2 separate regions of the Gossypium arboreum genome follow, and region 2 is linked to region 1. The links are chromatin contacts, called in public Hi-C maps. All regions are on one chromosome and are shown on one strand. The core of a region is the stretch at or near the end of the contact, and the rest is flanking DNA. Distances in the headings are between cores, read along the strand shown. Region 1 holds the start of LOC108470413 (beta-1,6-galactosyltransferase GALT29A). Region 2 holds the start of LOC108453135 (proteinaceous RNase P 2).

Region 1 (3,388 bases), core at 563-3,062:
TTTCTTTTGACTATCCACTACAGAATTACTGATACACCATCGAACACACTGATTTAATCTTGACCAACAAAACAAGGACAAAATAAAATTAAAAAAGAAACCAATCAGCCAAAATCATTGATAGAATACCACAGGAGGGAACCTGAATTTGTCCGAAATGAATGGTATTGCCCGTGGATTCTTCACCAGATCATGATAAAATGCATATTCCGCCTCATAATCATGTAACCGGAGCTCAGCCTTCTGGTTAGTATGATAATGGTGCTTCGCCAAAGTCGATTTGCCAAAGCCAAATATACTAACTTTGTCACAAATTCCCAAGGCTAACATAACAGCTTGCATACCAGAGGAATAGTGGAACATGGAACCATCATGAGTAGACCCCCATTCACTCAATGCCTTCCCTGTATCCTCCACAAACCGTTTCGCTGAATAGTACTTCACAATCCTAGAACACAACATATCAAAACGCGGATCTGTAATCAACAAAGGTGCCTTGTGAGACGAATTGCATACCAAATAGTCCATGAAATGAACCGGTTGGCAGATATACATAACCATAGGAACATTCCCTCCATAAGGGTGACAAAAACATCCATCCCTCCTAGCACAAAGATGCAGTATATTGCTATTTACAAAAGAAATGCTGGTTTTTGACCCCACATTCTTTTCGAACCTCTCAGTCCTAGCATTGTTCAATCTAATCACGGCCTCATGACCATCAATGAACTTTCCGTGATCAGTATTCAGTAAAATCCCACTATTCCCCACAACAGCACAAGATTTATACTTGTTATCCGAACTCATTAAACCATTGTGGCTATCAATAGGAACCTTTACTAGTGTAACTAAATCCATCATAATATCAGGTTGGAACATTCTTTTTCTAGCCCAATTCTGTAAGTTCCTCCTAAAATCTAACCAATACCGATAAAATTTAGGGGACCTGAGCATTACCGGCATCCCATTAGAATTCCTAGCTTTGACATCATGATGATTGAACCTCCTCCATGTTGCAAAAGTCCTATACCTTCCTTGACTCGCAAAGTTCCCTTCCAGCAGCTGCTCTATTTCAAGCTTGGATTTTGCTTCACCTGTATCAACCGCTGCAAACTTGAGCAAAGTTGAGTTAAAATTTTGGATTGGTGGGGGTTGGATTAGGACGCTGGACCTGGTGGTCTCCAATTCAGCTGAAACAGCAAATCCACCACCGCTGCCCCCGCGGATGGCAATCCGACAGCTTAATGTTGCAGCTAATGCAACAAGCATTAAAATGCTTATCAAAGGTCTAAACGACCTCTTCATGGGAGCAATACAATTGCTTGAACCGTAAAATTGGGTTTGCTAGATATGGCCAAAAGGGTTAAAAAATACGGATCTTGAATTTATATGTATTAGGTTCAGATCCATCTCTCAGGTTCAGTAGATTTTGACATCCACAAAGATGGGTGCCTAATCATAAATAGAAACAATCTGGGATTTGTAAGAGATAAAAAATGGAGGGGGAGTGGGGGGAAGAAGATCAAATGTATTTCACCCAAGGACAAATATTTTTCCTATTTTGAGGAAAACCCGGAAAAGAAAGAGACAAAGATGAAATCTTGGAGGGAGAAATACGGCAAGAAAGAGTAGCATGAAATTGCAGGTGAAAGTTAATGATAGGAATGGTATTGTTTGATTAGTCAAAAATGTTAAGGTTTATTGTTTAACATGATCTTAAGAACAAGAATTAAGCACTGAACCAACCAAATGCCTAAAACTAAAAGCAGACACTGCAAAAAAGATAAAGAAAAAGAAAAAGGGGGGAAATCGAAAGGAACCTGCAATGCAAACCCTAAAAGAAAGGGTTGTGGATGAGGAAAAAGCAAAAGGAGTGGAGTGAGGAACAGTCTTCTATTCCTCTTCTTCTTTGCCCCTTTAAAATCCATGCGGTTTTGGGTACATATTTAAATGCAGGTGATTTGCAGCATCATTGCCATTGGTAGCGCGAGGTAATGTTAGAAATTATTACTATTAGTACGGAGGTAACTCATCTGACGGGGTTCCATCCCTTCTATTCGAATTCATTATCAATCATTTATCGCATTGAGGAGATGGTCACTTTGGTTTTAAACAAAAAAAAAAAAAAAAATTATAGTAGACTTTTTAAAATAAATTGAATTTCTTTTAAGATAAATTCTTAAAATGAGTATCAAAATGTTCTTCACCCTTAAATCAAAAACTACATATTTACGATGTAATCTATCTACTAAAATAAAAATCACAAAATTCGACGTTTTCCTTTTTCTTTTGTTTGTTATGTATGTTGTTGTTACAAGTCTTACAACTTAGAATCCAATTTCAATTATTTCTTAATATGACAATTGATTAATAGTATTATGAATTAACTGGAATATGGCTCTAGGTTGTAAGATTATTTTTTTTTTACCCTTTTTTTTTAATTGTAACAACATGAATACAAATTATGGATGGTCCTTTTTTCTTTCTTTGTTGTGGTTGGGAATGAGTTTGAGTGTTTTGGTGGGTAGGTAGTAAGTGAGCTTTGTGTGGTTGATTGAAAGGGGTTAAATTTTGGATCATTAAGGCATGGGAATGGAACAACTTCATCTGTTTAATTTTTTATACTTCCTTAATGTTAAGAATTACTTACCCAAATTTTTTGGTTTCGTCTCTTTTTTTTTTTAATTATTATTAAAGATGTTGATCAATTTTATCAGAAAAAAAAAAAGTAATAGATTATTGGAATGCTATAGTAATAAATTTTTGTATAATTTTCTTTTTTTTCTTTTTTCCCATTTACCACTCCAATTTTGTTTCTAATCTATTTAGATGCTTGAATCCACTCTAACTACCGTTTCTTAAAATATGATATCTTGATTTTTATCAAAAACAAATTATGATGTATTGATGATGCCATAAACATATCAATAATTTAAAATATACAAAATATAAATTATTCAACACTGCACAATGTATATAAGCGGAATGTTAATTTACTTCTACTTGTTTGAAATTCTTTTATTGAAAAATGATATAAAAATATGAAAAGATAAAAGTTTTAAATTTTATTTAATAATAAATATAGGTACATTGGTAGTAAATTTTATTTTATATTATTGAATATGTGTTTAATTTTAATTTTTTATTAAAAGATATTGTAAAAGTATGAAAAATAAAATGATATTATAATAATATTAAATACAATTTTAAAAAATAGATTATTCTATAATTTCATAGTTAAATTAGTGATTCGGTTAAAGATAACATCAAACTTAGAAAAACACTTAATTATAAATATTAGATATTAAATTTTTATTTGATTTTAAATATGACTGTAATATGATAAATTAACATAAACACTGCAAAAGTTAAAAAAAAGTATATAATT
Region 2 (3,388 bases), core at 514-3,013, 140 kb after region 1:
AACTTTCTATGGGAAGGATTTTCCAAGAGGGCTCGCACACGCTTATTATGCAGGATGACAAGTGGCCATTTATTCCCACTTCTAGTATACATTTCTTTTATGACGGCATTAAGCTGTTCTATTGCAATTTTTACAAAAAAAAAACAATAATAATAAATAAAGAATAACAATTAGTAACAGAAATTGAGTGAGCACAATATGAAAGCAGAGTAGACAAGCCAACAGTTGGATATACAACCTGAAGAACACTGAATCCACCCTCTGCAAAATTTTGTTGGTAGAGCCCAATATTTGCTCCGTCCACTATGGCTTCATAATCCGCATTTTTTTCCAACCAATCCTTTATTAATGATATAAATGAATAAGTAAATCATAAAGGAGAAACTGTAAGAATTAGGTACAGTGGGAATTTGCAATATCAAGATATCATTTTACATGTCAATATTATAATGAAATTGTAACAAACAAATTAATCAAAATATTAAACATTCTGCAACAGGAACAACAAAATTCGGAGTGTCAACCTGCACTAATGGTATAAAGTCTAAACCTAGTTGCCTACAACTCCGTTTTAGAGGTTTATTTCACTTAACATATATATAATCAATCATAAAAATAAAAAATAAAAAACATTGCATAATGAAAAAGGAGCAACTTGCAAATATGTTCCTCACCTGAAACTCCCTAAAGTTAGCCTTAACCTCTCTCTCCAAAGCCAATCCTGCAACTGAAAGAGCAAACTTCTCAGTCTCCACATCATCAATATCAACACAATCCAACTGCTCCCCGCAGCAGCAACATCGACCATTCGGCTCGACATTCCCTTTCTTCACCACCCATTTCCCTTCCCCAATCCACCCTAACCCATGCCACCCCCCACCATTCCTCAAAATCGCTTCTTTCACTGAACCCACATCAGAACCAATCTCGCTTGCTTTACAGCGAAACCAGTCCTCCAAAACCTTGCATGTTTCCTCACTGACCCACCTCACGCTCCTCCTCAACTTATGCAAGTAATTATAAACTCTCTCCCCTCTCCCCGTATCCGCACTTAGTTTCAATAAAGCGGCAATTTGAGGTTCCTCCAAGCTCAACCCCATCTTATCTATATCCTCCTCAACTTCATAAGCCTTCTCTGCTTCCAACTTCTGGCAAAAACAAAACAATGCAGGCTCGTAAGTACGAAGCCGTGGCGAAACCTGATAATCACCCAACTTCTTAACCATTTCAAAAGCGTAATCACCATCACCTTTGGCCGCGGATAAACGGGCAATGGAGGTAATAGAAGCTTCATTAGGGTGGATATTTAAGGCCATCATGTGGTCAAAAACTCGAAACCCGTATCGTAAAGCAAGATCTTTGGAGTCAGGGTCGGTGGCAAAAGTGGAGCAAAGGTAAAGCAGGGTGTTGAAATGGGACTGGTTGAGGCGAGTATTGCTGGAAAGAGCAGAGTCGTAAAGGGAAATAGCGCCTTTGAGGTCTTTGGATTTGGAGCAAGAATTGAGTTCATAAAGAAAATTGGCTTCAGGGTTTTTGTGGGTTTTCTTTTTCTTGGTTGAAGGAATGGGGTTTTGGTGATGGCTTGGGGTAGCCATGGATACTACTTTCCCCGGATATAAAACCCTAAAGATTTGCCTCAATATCAGAACCGCAAAAACCCTGCCTTTTCCTTTGATTGCTGGGATTCTGGGGAAGTTGCCGTTACATATCATTTATAAGCTAGAGCTGGGCTGACTCTGTAATTTTACTTTGGGCTTTAAGCTCTGCTTTATCAATTAAGCTTTCAACACATAAAATGAAAAAAGCATATTATTAGTAGTATTATTATTATTAAAATAGATTATTATTATTAAAATAGAAAGTAACATTTCTCAATGAACAAGAAATTTTAAAATAATCATTTCAAATTGGTATTACCAATCATATACATATGTATGCCATACTGATTCTAAGTAAAGTAATGGTCCAAAAATCAAGATTCAATTTTCTTTACTAAAACAGAGATATTTATGGTGGATAATAATATTTTATTATTTTAAAAATTTAGTAAATTATAATTTTTTATGAATAATTGAGTTGTAAAGAGATAATTTTTGTGTGTAAAGTTATCTTATAAAGTCATAATTTTATATTACATTGTTTTGTAAAGTGATACAACCTTATAAAATGGTATCTTATTAAAAGGTATAATCTATAATATATATACAAGTATGAGTTTAAAGATTCCATCTACAGTGTTTTTGTTGTGTGTCCACAGTCATGGGCAATTTATCTGCAAACCATTGATGGTTAAAACCATAACCCTATGTGTAAGTGGTCGGAGTTAAGAGGAACTCATATTGTTGTATGTAGTGGTGGGATAGGACTTTTTTTGTTAAACCAAAACTGTATTGCATTTATAAAGCATGCACATACAATTTTGAGATTTCTAATATGTTATATATGTATTGTTGAATGATTTGAGATATCAATATTCTGAAATTGCTATCGTGAGTTATTCTATGTGTCGTGTTTCTGTATGCTTAATCGTTTGCACCAATTTTCTTGTGATGAAACTCACACTGAGCTTCATAGCTTACCCCCTTTTTATTTCTTTTTCTACAAATAACACATCAGGTTAGGACGTGGACATGATATACGGAAGGCTAGGAAACATTTTGTTTATATGAAAGTGTTATTATTAGGCTTATTTTTATAATTCATGTTATTTTGGAACTTAATTATTTATATTATAGCATGGGATTCAGATTTAGGGTTATTTCGCATGCATGATTTTTTTAATTTGAATTTAGGATAATGAACTTGGAATTAGATTTGATTATACACTAAATAATTTCGTTTTAGTTTAATTAAAACTAAATTAATATCTGTGAAAAAAATTGAATATCACTATCCGTTGCTAAGTTATAACTGAATTTTGGGTAATAAATAAACTAGGAATTAGCTAAAGTTTCAAAGGAAATCACCATTATAGAAAAGTGTATAATTAAATCAGTTTTTATTAACTCATGAGTTTTTCTAAAAATTTAACTAAATTTTATTTCAAATTAAACAAATGTTTTAATACAACTATTTTATAAACTTCGATAGTTTACTGGACCATTCCTGTAACAATCCGTTTTTAGTGAAATCGGATAGTTTACTGGACCATTCCTTTAACAATCCGTTTTTAGTGAACTAGGAACAATGGTTTCGGGATCACAAATATAACGAGTAAATTATTATTTTTTATTATTTTAATGTCTATGGGACTTTAGTAAGGTTGTATTAAAATTTCATTAAGAAATTTTGACATTTGCATGATTAATTAAGTGAAAAGGAATAAATCGTAAAAAAAGTACAAAAGTAGAGTTCTATTGGTTAAAGGTGTCAAATATCTATGAAACTT

The links. A called contact is a pair of places that touch in the nucleus more often than the background predicts.
Region 2: a contact with region 1 is called in a Hi-C map of leaf, with 3 times the contacts expected there. The contact joins the promoter of LOC108453135 here to the promoter of LOC108470413 in region 1. A contact is called at or near these places in 2 of 5 Hi-C or Micro-C datasets (both in leaf).

What each region holds. Positions count from the first base shown.
Region 1 is chr7:85,156,915-85,160,302 of ASM2569848v2, forward strand. LOC108470413 (beta-1,6-galactosyltransferase GALT29A) reads right to left here and starts at 1,813. Exons shown (of 1, transcript XM_017771749.2): 1 at 1-1,813. The coding sequence starts at 1,305. The coding sequence ends at 115.
Region 2 is chr7:85,293,039-85,296,426 of ASM2569848v2, forward strand. LOC108453135 (proteinaceous RNase P 2) reads right to left here and starts at 1,764. Exons shown (of 6, transcript XM_017751075.2): 1 at 675-1,764; 2 at 239-340; 3 at 1-113. The coding sequence starts at 1,712.